Linked DNA regions of Mus musculus: region 1 is linked to region 2. A link is a contact called in public Hi-C data. All regions are on one chromosome and are shown on one strand. Each heading gives the region's core, a stretch centred on a gene start, on an enhancer-like site or on the middle of the called end of the contact. The rest is flanking DNA. Distances are from core to core; before and after follow the strand shown. Region 1 has its middle 11 kb from the start of Gm15521. Region 2 overlaps Opcml (opioid binding protein/cell adhesion molecule-like).

Region 1 (4,122 bases), core at 263-2,762, 1.0 Mb after region 2:
GGGAGAACAAGGCTCCAAGAAGCTGAGTGGAGGGCAAGGGTCAAATTGGCTGGGGTCTAATTCTATAGGAAAAAAGAGAAACCAATGTATACAGATGACTGAAAGCATCCACATTCATATGCCAAACAGAAGCACAATGTTACACTGGGATCCAAGCATGTGGAGTGAATGGAAGTCTGGTATTAATTTAGCATGCTTGCTTCCTTAGAGAGCAGCCTGGAACCCTGTTGGTACAGTGTTATCTTCCAGGCAATGATAATTTAGGAAGCTAGGAGACCTCCATTCAAAATAACTGAGTTTGCACCCTGTTTTCCCCAGTTGCTCCGGGCTTCCATTCCTCTCTCCTGAGTGGATGAAACTCCAGTGTGTCATTCTCATTTGCCTGAAGCGAGCAGGGGCCGGAGACATTGTCACAACAGTTCTTATAGCTCAAGCTATTTGTCTGTCCCTCTGAGGCCAATGGTTTCTTTTTGTCCCAAATAGTCACTGTCCCCAGGGAAGCTGCCATCGCCTTGGCTCTGGAATATCACAGACTTTATTGTATCAACAAGATTTTTCTGTTGGAAAAACTAGTCTCTTATCGGATCAATTTGAGGTTGATGTCTCTGGGACACAATTCAGCGTTTCTCATGAACTTCAACCCTCCTGTTGCACTGAGCACATATATCATGGCTCCCACTGACCTCAGGGCAGGAGTGGGGCAGTAAGGTCCTGGGAAGCAGCTTTGCAGCTGTGAGGAGGGAGGGAGCCAACCTGTCTGAAAGGGCTTCCTCATTTGCAATTGGGATAACAGTCAAACTTGTGAGGGCATCTGAAGGGTCAAGAGGTCCACACCCATGCAAACACCTCAGTTACCACCAGCGCTTTTGTGTTCTACATCTGACCTGGGGTTTGTGCTGGCCTCTGTGGTTCTATAAATAAGTACAAGCCTGGCTTCCCATACACACTCAATATTCCCAGATTTGCTGCCCGTGGGATGAACGCCCCACTTTAAAGTACAAGGGAGATGGAGACGGTTTGGTGAGCAATAGTCAAAAGATCTCTTGCTCATGCACCAATGCCAACTCAGTCATCATGTGGCAAGGCACCTAACTCCTGTGAACTGCATTTCCATGGTGCTGCCTACGGTGAGATGGTAGACTGGGCACACATGTGCACAAAAGGTTTCTTATAAAGCCATATTTCACAAAGTCTTACTGAGCTGTCTCTTCGATCTCCAGCACTTCCTCACAAGGCAACTACAATAACATAGCCACTAAACCACACATGAGTGGCCAGCCTAGATAAAACTTCTTATGGAAGCCCAGCACAGATCTTGCTATAGAGAGTTTTATTGGTGGCATGTGAGGGATACCACTAAAATCCTTGGACTAACTATGGCTGAGAACAGTTTTTAGGGGGCGTCAGATTAAGAGCCTGCATTTTTTTAAATCAGCCGTTCTGCCTTCCACTTGTCTGGTGGAACTGATCTCAGCTCTTCTCTTACTGCCCTCTGGTGGCGACCGCTTGCAATTTCATGACTGCGCCAGGCTGGCTCTAGTCTGGGTGTTCCCCCGCCCCCGCCCCCTTGCTCTCAGCACTAAGCAAGTTTATCGTCAGGTATAACCTTCCCCCTGGATTCATGAGCTCAGAGTATGTGACTTCATGTGGCCACAGTTTGAAAGTATATCAAAAATTATATCAACACGGAACATGTGTATTTCCCCACGTCGTTATTCTGTAAACAAAATAGCTTAAGTACATAACGATTATTTTGCGCTGCGTATTTTAAGTAAAACAGGGCTGATTTAGAGCAGTGTTTTTCAACCCTCCTGATGCTGTGACCCTTTACTACACTTCTACATGTTCTGTTGACTCCCAATCATGGAATTATTTTTGTTGCTACTCCATAACTGTAATTTTGATACGATTATGAATTGTAATGTAAATCTCTGATACACAAGACATCTGATATGCCACTCCTGGGAAAAGGTCATGAACCACTGATTTAAATTATATGCACGGATACTTATTCAGATATGAAACTTGAGCATCCGAGGACGTTGGTATCTGTAGGGAGCTGGGCCTGGGAGCTAATTGCCCGCAAACCAAGAAAAATAAAATTTGTCTTTCTCTTCCTCCCCTAAGGCTCTGGACCTCTCTATTGTCAACTGGCCTTGTTTCTCTATGCACGTCCCATCCAGCCCTGAGCTATCGTCTCAGCGGAGTTGATCCTATCATTCTTGCTTAAAACCCTTTAATGATTTTCACTGTCCTCCAGGGAATCTCTGGGTCCTTGGCACAAAATAAAATATGATCGTCTGTGAAGTCTCCTCTGACCACATCCTTCACTCTGAGCCCTGCCTGTGTCCTTGGGTGGATTGGCCAGGCTGCTTTCGATCCTGTAGCCTTCCTGAGGCCCCCCAGCTCTCCGGAGGTCTCTGGGCTCTGCAGTTCTCCTAGGCTTCCTCCCACTGTCTTGCTATGTGTATTCAATGAGTTCCCGGCTTCTCCCCACCGAAGGCTCTTTCCTCATAGAAGCGTACAACCCAGCTCACGTCATTTTTTTCATTGAGGACCTTGTGCGACAACTCCCTCTCCTAGTCCATTTTCAGCACAGGCCTAAGGCCCCGGCTTTCTACTCTGCAGCGGGCTTCCCCACCAGACCATGTGCTCCCTGACCCAGAAATCGCACTTCATTTGCGGTTTGCAAATCTCTCAGTTCTAAGACAAGGTGCTGTGCTAAAATAGAGAACCAACTCAATAAATGTTGTATGAGAATCCTAGGTAGCCAAGACCTTGAAAAATGGCAGCTGCTCCAAGGGGGAAAGGTAATCGCGATCGCTTTTATTTGCTCAATGATAACAGTGACTCCCGTGAGCGATCATAATAGATTTATTATAAGCAAGCCACCAGAAAGATATTTTTATTCTCTCTTTCGATGAGCCGGCTGCTGCATTATTCACTGAAATGCAATACTATCTCATTTAATCATTACACGAGTCCCAGGAGCTGAGATGAGGGCAGGCGGTGGATCTACTCTCAGTATGAGAAACCGGAAGTTGGGCGGTGACCAATGACCAAGCACCTGAGGATAATATGAATGCCAGAGAGTGAGCCCAGTGTCTACAGCTGCTCTCACAGCAACACAGGTCTGCTATCTTTCATTAATACTCTCCCACCTCTTCCTAAGAGAGGCGCGTCCCTGGAGACGAAGCCAAACACAGAAATGTGCTCTACCTGCAGAGCCGAGCTGTAAAAGCAATCATCCTAGCTTCTCCCGTCTTGCCTTCGGTCCCTAATCAGTTATGGGAGAAATGACAATTCAGAGAGGAGAGGAGACACCCAAGAGGGGCTGCAGCTCACTGGAGGGACCCAAAGGCTTTGTTCCCACAGCTGCGATGTCCAGCTGGCAACACGGGAGCGTAGACATGTAAGATTTGGGTGGGTGACACGGAGACAAAGGGAAAGCGGCACGTCGAGTGAATTAGTGAAGGTGAAATAAACGGTGTTCAGCAACAGATGGGGCTGGGGCTGGGTAATTTTCTTCTGTCACCTCCCCTCAGGTAATAGATAATCCTGCAGCTGCCAGGGCTCCGGGGAAGACAGGCGCACAGCCCCAGTATCCTTCCTGTTGGGAGCCATGCCCCTCATCCCTTAACCTGTCTCCATGATAAAAATCTTAAGAGAGCAAACTTTTTGCAAGACGTATAGTGGCGATTTAACTCAGTCCCGGCTAAGGTTGCTATCTGTCAGGCTGTCGGGGTGACAGGCAGATTTGTAAATGCTCTGGCTCCAGTGTCAGGTTGAAGGTGACATTTTTCAGCAGGAGAAATTTTTTTCTCTCCATCTCTCATTGAGACAGCACAACTGAGAACACAGAAAGTGATCCTCTGAATATCCCCGTGCCCCTCAGCCTTGCTGACCCAGGCTGTGGACCTCTGAGCTCCCTGATTCCTGTTCAGTTCCTCCTATCTACCTCTGACACCCCTGAAAGGCCAGGCTCAAGGGAACTCCCCGAGAAAGGTCAAATACCCAGGCCCGCCTCCCCACTCCATCTCTCTCTCAGGTCTGCCCATGATGACTTATAATGATTTGTCTTGGCTGGCGGTGGCTCTGACAGTCCCATTATAAATACTCACA
Region 2 (4,621 bases), core at 1,041-3,540:
TTTAATTTTAATTGGGCAAGTTATTAGGTGAGCCAAAGGGGACTTTTGTTTGCTAGACTTCAATAATTTGATAGTCGGACCTTCATAGCCTCCAGAGAAGGGATTGACCAAATAAGGTAATAAACTTTGAGTGTGCGTGTGTGTGTGTGTGTGGGGGGGGGGGGGGTAGCTCCAGGAATGTAACCTAATGGTGTTTAGCCAGGCAGAGGGAATTGGGGAGAAAAACAATCTCTCAAGATGGCCAGGGTCTCTTCATTTGCTGTAGTATGATGATGCTAAGTCTTGTAAGAATGTGCTTGCTAAACCTATTATATTTCCTTAAATTAATAAAAGAGCACAGTGTTACCACACACAGAGACAGACAGACAGACAGACAGACAGACAGACAGACAGACACACACACACACACACACACACACACACACACACTCATTAACCTGTTGGAAATCTACCTCAGAGGATGAGTTTGTCTTGACGGTGGTGCTAACATCCTTTAGCTCTAGATCAGTGAGAGTGACCTGGTTATCTTTTTATCTCGCATGACTTCAGCTTCTCTTCAGACACCTGTTTTCTGAGGTGGCATTGCCTTTTCTGAGGTGAAAGGCATGCCCTCACTTGCAGGATGGCGGAGGATTGAAGAAGGTCTTCTGGTTTGAGAAAGAGAATCGCATTTTTCCTGGGCTCTCCTCAGGACCCACTGTTTTCTCTGCTGGGACTATTTTTCCTCAGAGTGCTTGAGTAACCAAAAATGCTGTGTGTTGGCATCCTATTTGACAAAGTGACAAATTGCTACAGTCTATGGCCTTTTCTACTAAAATAAATTCCACTGTTAAAGCTTTCAAGAATCAGGCCCATCTCCCTCCTACAGCTCTTTGTCTGTTGTCGTAGTCCCAAAAGACCCTCTCATACTTCCTTGACCAAACTGACTTACATAAACACACATCATTTCCAGGTTATACCTTTTTCCATGAGTCCTTCAGTTCCTAAACTATACTGGCTTCTTTCCTGCCTCAAACACCAACATCCTTCTTGCTCAGTTTTTCCCATTTATCTTCACTTCCTCCTTTGCTCCATGTTCTAAACCATGGAACTTTGAAGCCTAGACATATTTCACGTTTCCATTTCAACAACATTAAATTGTGCCATGACCTAGTAATGATCCTAATTAGGTTCTAACCTGAACATTGCTTACATTATTTTGTTTAATCACCCTAGCCATTTGATGCAGGTCTTTCTGTTGCTACCATCCCATGAATAGGGAAGCAAGGCTCAGAACTTGTTCAAAGCCAGCCAATCAGTGGATGGTGGAGCAACTCATCACCCAAGGCTTTGCTTTTGTCTTTTAAATGTAGTCCATTATCTGAAGCTTGTGTCATTGCTTTTGGAGTATGAAGATTGTTGAGAGACCTCAATACAAACCCTTGAATCCGCTCTAATTGTGAGCTGCTCCATCATTGCAGCAGCATCAGTCAGGATACAGTTAAACTCTAGAACAGGGGCTTTTAGGGATCATATTACTGGGGTGGATAACAAGAGGCTTATTGGATATATTCTTCCTAGGAACCCTGATCCTGACCTCTGGCTTGCTCCATGTATTTGGGCCTTGATAGGCCACACAGGGCAGCAACACAGCCTCCTAGGGGGGGAAAAGACCTTTTATACTTTACAGACACTTGGGTTTGAACCCCAGATCTAAGGCTCTGCTGGACCCTGAACAAATACCAGCTTCTGAAAGATAGAAAGAAGGTGGGAGAGTGGGAAACACAAAAGGTAATGAGAACCCCTCTAGTCACAAAAGTGTGCAGGAGATTAAAAGAGATCACATGTGTGGGACCTTTAACATGGTCCCTGGCATGTGGGTCATGCCTCACACTTGAGCTTGCTTTCTTTACAAAGGTTCTTAAACAGACTCTTCAAGAAAGGTGAAGGAGAGGCCCCAGGTCTGCCCTTTGTTTGCTCAGGCTTTGTCCTGAACGTGATGGGGAGTCCTGTACAACACCATTTTCTCCTTGTATGCTTCCTGGAGTCTGGGAGGCTATGGCTGGCAAGACAAGAAATCTCTCTCTCTCTCTCTCTCTCTCTCTCTCTCTCTCTCTCTCTCTCTCTCTCTCTCTCCCTCAGCCTCCCTCCCCTGCCTCCCCCCCTGCCTCCCCCCCCCCTATATATGTATATTCTCTCTGGAGGAGGTTGGGGAGGCAGAGGAAATAAAAAGGTATTGGCCACTGCTGCTGAGGAGGATTTGGCTCTACCCTTGGCCTACTTAACTGTCACCTCTGTGGAGATTTACTTGAGCATCTGATGGCTGCCAGTATCCCTGTCCTTTGAGTATGTCTGCTTGGATCCCAGGTTTGAAGGCAGGAAGATCCTCATGAAAGCTTCTGTTGCTGCATTTCTCTACTAAGTACAGTTCCACTGCAGTCTCTAGCCCCCCTCGCTGACCCTGAAAGTCTAACCACAATCTCATAGAAGCTGCTTCTACCTAGCATGACACCTTCCTCCTTAATTACCCACAGTTGCACATTCAAGTGCGATGGCTCAGAGATGCTGAAACCTTCATTGCTGAGGAAGTGGTTGGGAAGATGGAGAAAAATCCTCAAGAAAAAGAGAAAGGGGGGGAGAGAGAGAGTGAGAGAGAGAGAGAGAGAGAGAGAGAGAGAGAGAGAGAGAGAGAGCATAAGACCATTGTCCTTTTCTTTTCTGTGCTTTCTTAGAGACAGCACGGCCTTTTGCATCACTTTTAAATGGTTGCTAGGGAAACAGAGCAAGAGAGAGGAGAAAGGTTATATGGATACTGGCTAGAACTAATGTGCTTTTTAAATACATGAACTGACAAGTGCTTAAGACTTCAGAGGTTCTGGGAGCATCTCATTTTCAAAGTTCGCCTTATCAGAGCCTCAAGTACCTCCATCTGATCATTAACAATATTTTAATCGCATACAAACTATAATTCATCTCCATCAAAGACTTGTACTGATGGGTTTTATGAAGCATGGCCTCATCAGTGAACTCTCATTGGGTTCTTGGGATGAGGTGTTTGGCATGCTGGACCACAGGTCCCGAGGCTTTGGCATAAAGGATCTTGATGCTGCAGGTCTCATCCCCAGTTGCCTTTTTTATTTTATTTTTTTGGTAAGTAAATCTGAAATCATTAAACTCAAATGCCATGGGTGCCACTCTGTACTGTAGTGACAACTTTGGAATTTTGGTTTCTTAAAAAAAAAACCCACAGAAATATTATAAGAAAATGTTTTCATTTTAACGCAAGATGTGGGATATTGGGCTGCTTCATGTCGTCCACAGCAGTTGACTATGATTTGCCTTGTGCTCTATTAGGTCCATGATTTTGCTAGTTGCAGATATTTTCTGTGATTGTGTGATGCAGGGAATTCTGGGACTTTCCAGATGATATATAAATGCTAGGGCCCTGAGAGGCAGGGTGGGTTATTGGTTATTGTTTTTTTGTTATTGGTTGTTGTTGGTCAAGTTTTGTTAAGTAGCTCTGTGCAAAGAAGAAGAAAGGAGAAGGAATAGACATCTGGACAGTGAAGACCAAACTTGCTCCAAGAAACTCACTGCCCTTAATCAGTAGGAAGTAGTCTAAAGATAACTTTGCCTTTTGTCTTTTCTGTACTGTTTCCTCTTCTATCATTAGGGGTTAAAAGGCAAGAAAATGGTGGGAAAAAGAAGAACCCACAAATACTCAAAGGGGAGCTATATTGTGTGGTAGAGTTTGGGAGGGGTTCAGATGAGGAAAGCAATTGGTAAACAGACACACATGTACGCAATGGTTCTGAGTATTTTTCCTCGTGTGGTGTGACTCCAAAAGGTACTGTCTGCTTTTCCTTGCATTGAATATTCACTAGGCCCATTGACTTCAGTGAACAATCATGAATATTCATTCAAACTTAGTTCCACTACTGTAGTCTTATGTGAGTACCTGTAGTTATTAATTGCTGGGGAATCTTCCATTTTATATTTTCTGCCTCTGTATTCATTTACTGAATCTGTATTGTAATCATTTGTCAGTGTTTGTTTATTGTCTCCAGTTCTTTAACTCCTCTGTGTTTCAAAGTAGAATCTTGTGTGTGATCTACAGCTCTATGTTGGCTGACTGTTGGTCAATGAAGATCAGACTACTTGGTGCTCATGTAAACCCTTCCTAGGTGCTTATTGCTGTCTCAGTAACAGTCAGACGAAGTCAACATAACAGTTAGCTTTGGGATTCCTATTGATCACTTTCTACCAATGCTCATAGTAGTCAGGCTGCCTCCTTTCATGGGTAGGGGTACCATTGACATTTAGAATGAGCCAAAACACAATTATCAAAAAAAAAGGCTGAATCCTGAAAATATTAGTATGGAGCAGTTTAAGAAACTGAAATTGGCCACTGGATACAAAAACAAAGGTAGTGAAGATGGACATTGGTGAGTGCTGAAAGCTCCAGCCACAGTTCCTGGGTAGGAAAGTGAATAAAAGATGGGTCAGGAGCAATGGGCCAGAAGTGCTGAGCTGGCACATCAAGGGCAAGTGACTTGCCCCATATCAGTAAAGGAACAGCAACAAAAGGACAAATTTTCTGTTACCAAATCTTTTACATCTGTTCTACTTCCTCCACACAAGC

The links. A called contact is a pair of places that touch in the nucleus more often than the background predicts.
Region 1: a contact with region 2 is called in a Hi-C map of rod photoreceptor, with 6 times the contacts expected there. The contact joins two enhancer-like sites. A contact is called at or near these places in 1 of 484 Hi-C or Micro-C datasets (rod photoreceptor) and 1 of 9 other capture datasets (embryonic stem cells).

What each region holds. Positions count from the first base shown.
Region 1 is chr9:29,641,964-29,646,085 of GRCm38.p6, forward strand. It overlaps a transcript of Ntm not described here. Among named protein-coding and RNA genes, the nearest start is that of Gm15521, 11 kb to the left of the region's middle. Within about 2 kb of position 1,513, at least 4 of the 459 cell types and tissues checked have an H3K27ac peak or open chromatin away from gene starts, as enhancers often do. A contact at or near this core is called in rod photoreceptor, where this site is marked.
Region 2 is chr9:28,592,506-28,597,126 of GRCm38.p6, forward strand. All of the region lies in intron 2 of Opcml (opioid binding protein/cell adhesion molecule-like), which reads left to right. Among named protein-coding and RNA genes, the nearest start is that of Gm39313, 200 kb to the left of the region's middle. Within about 2 kb of position 2,291, at least 3 of the 459 cell types and tissues checked have an H3K27ac peak or open chromatin away from gene starts, as enhancers often do. A contact at or near this core is called in rod photoreceptor, where this site is marked.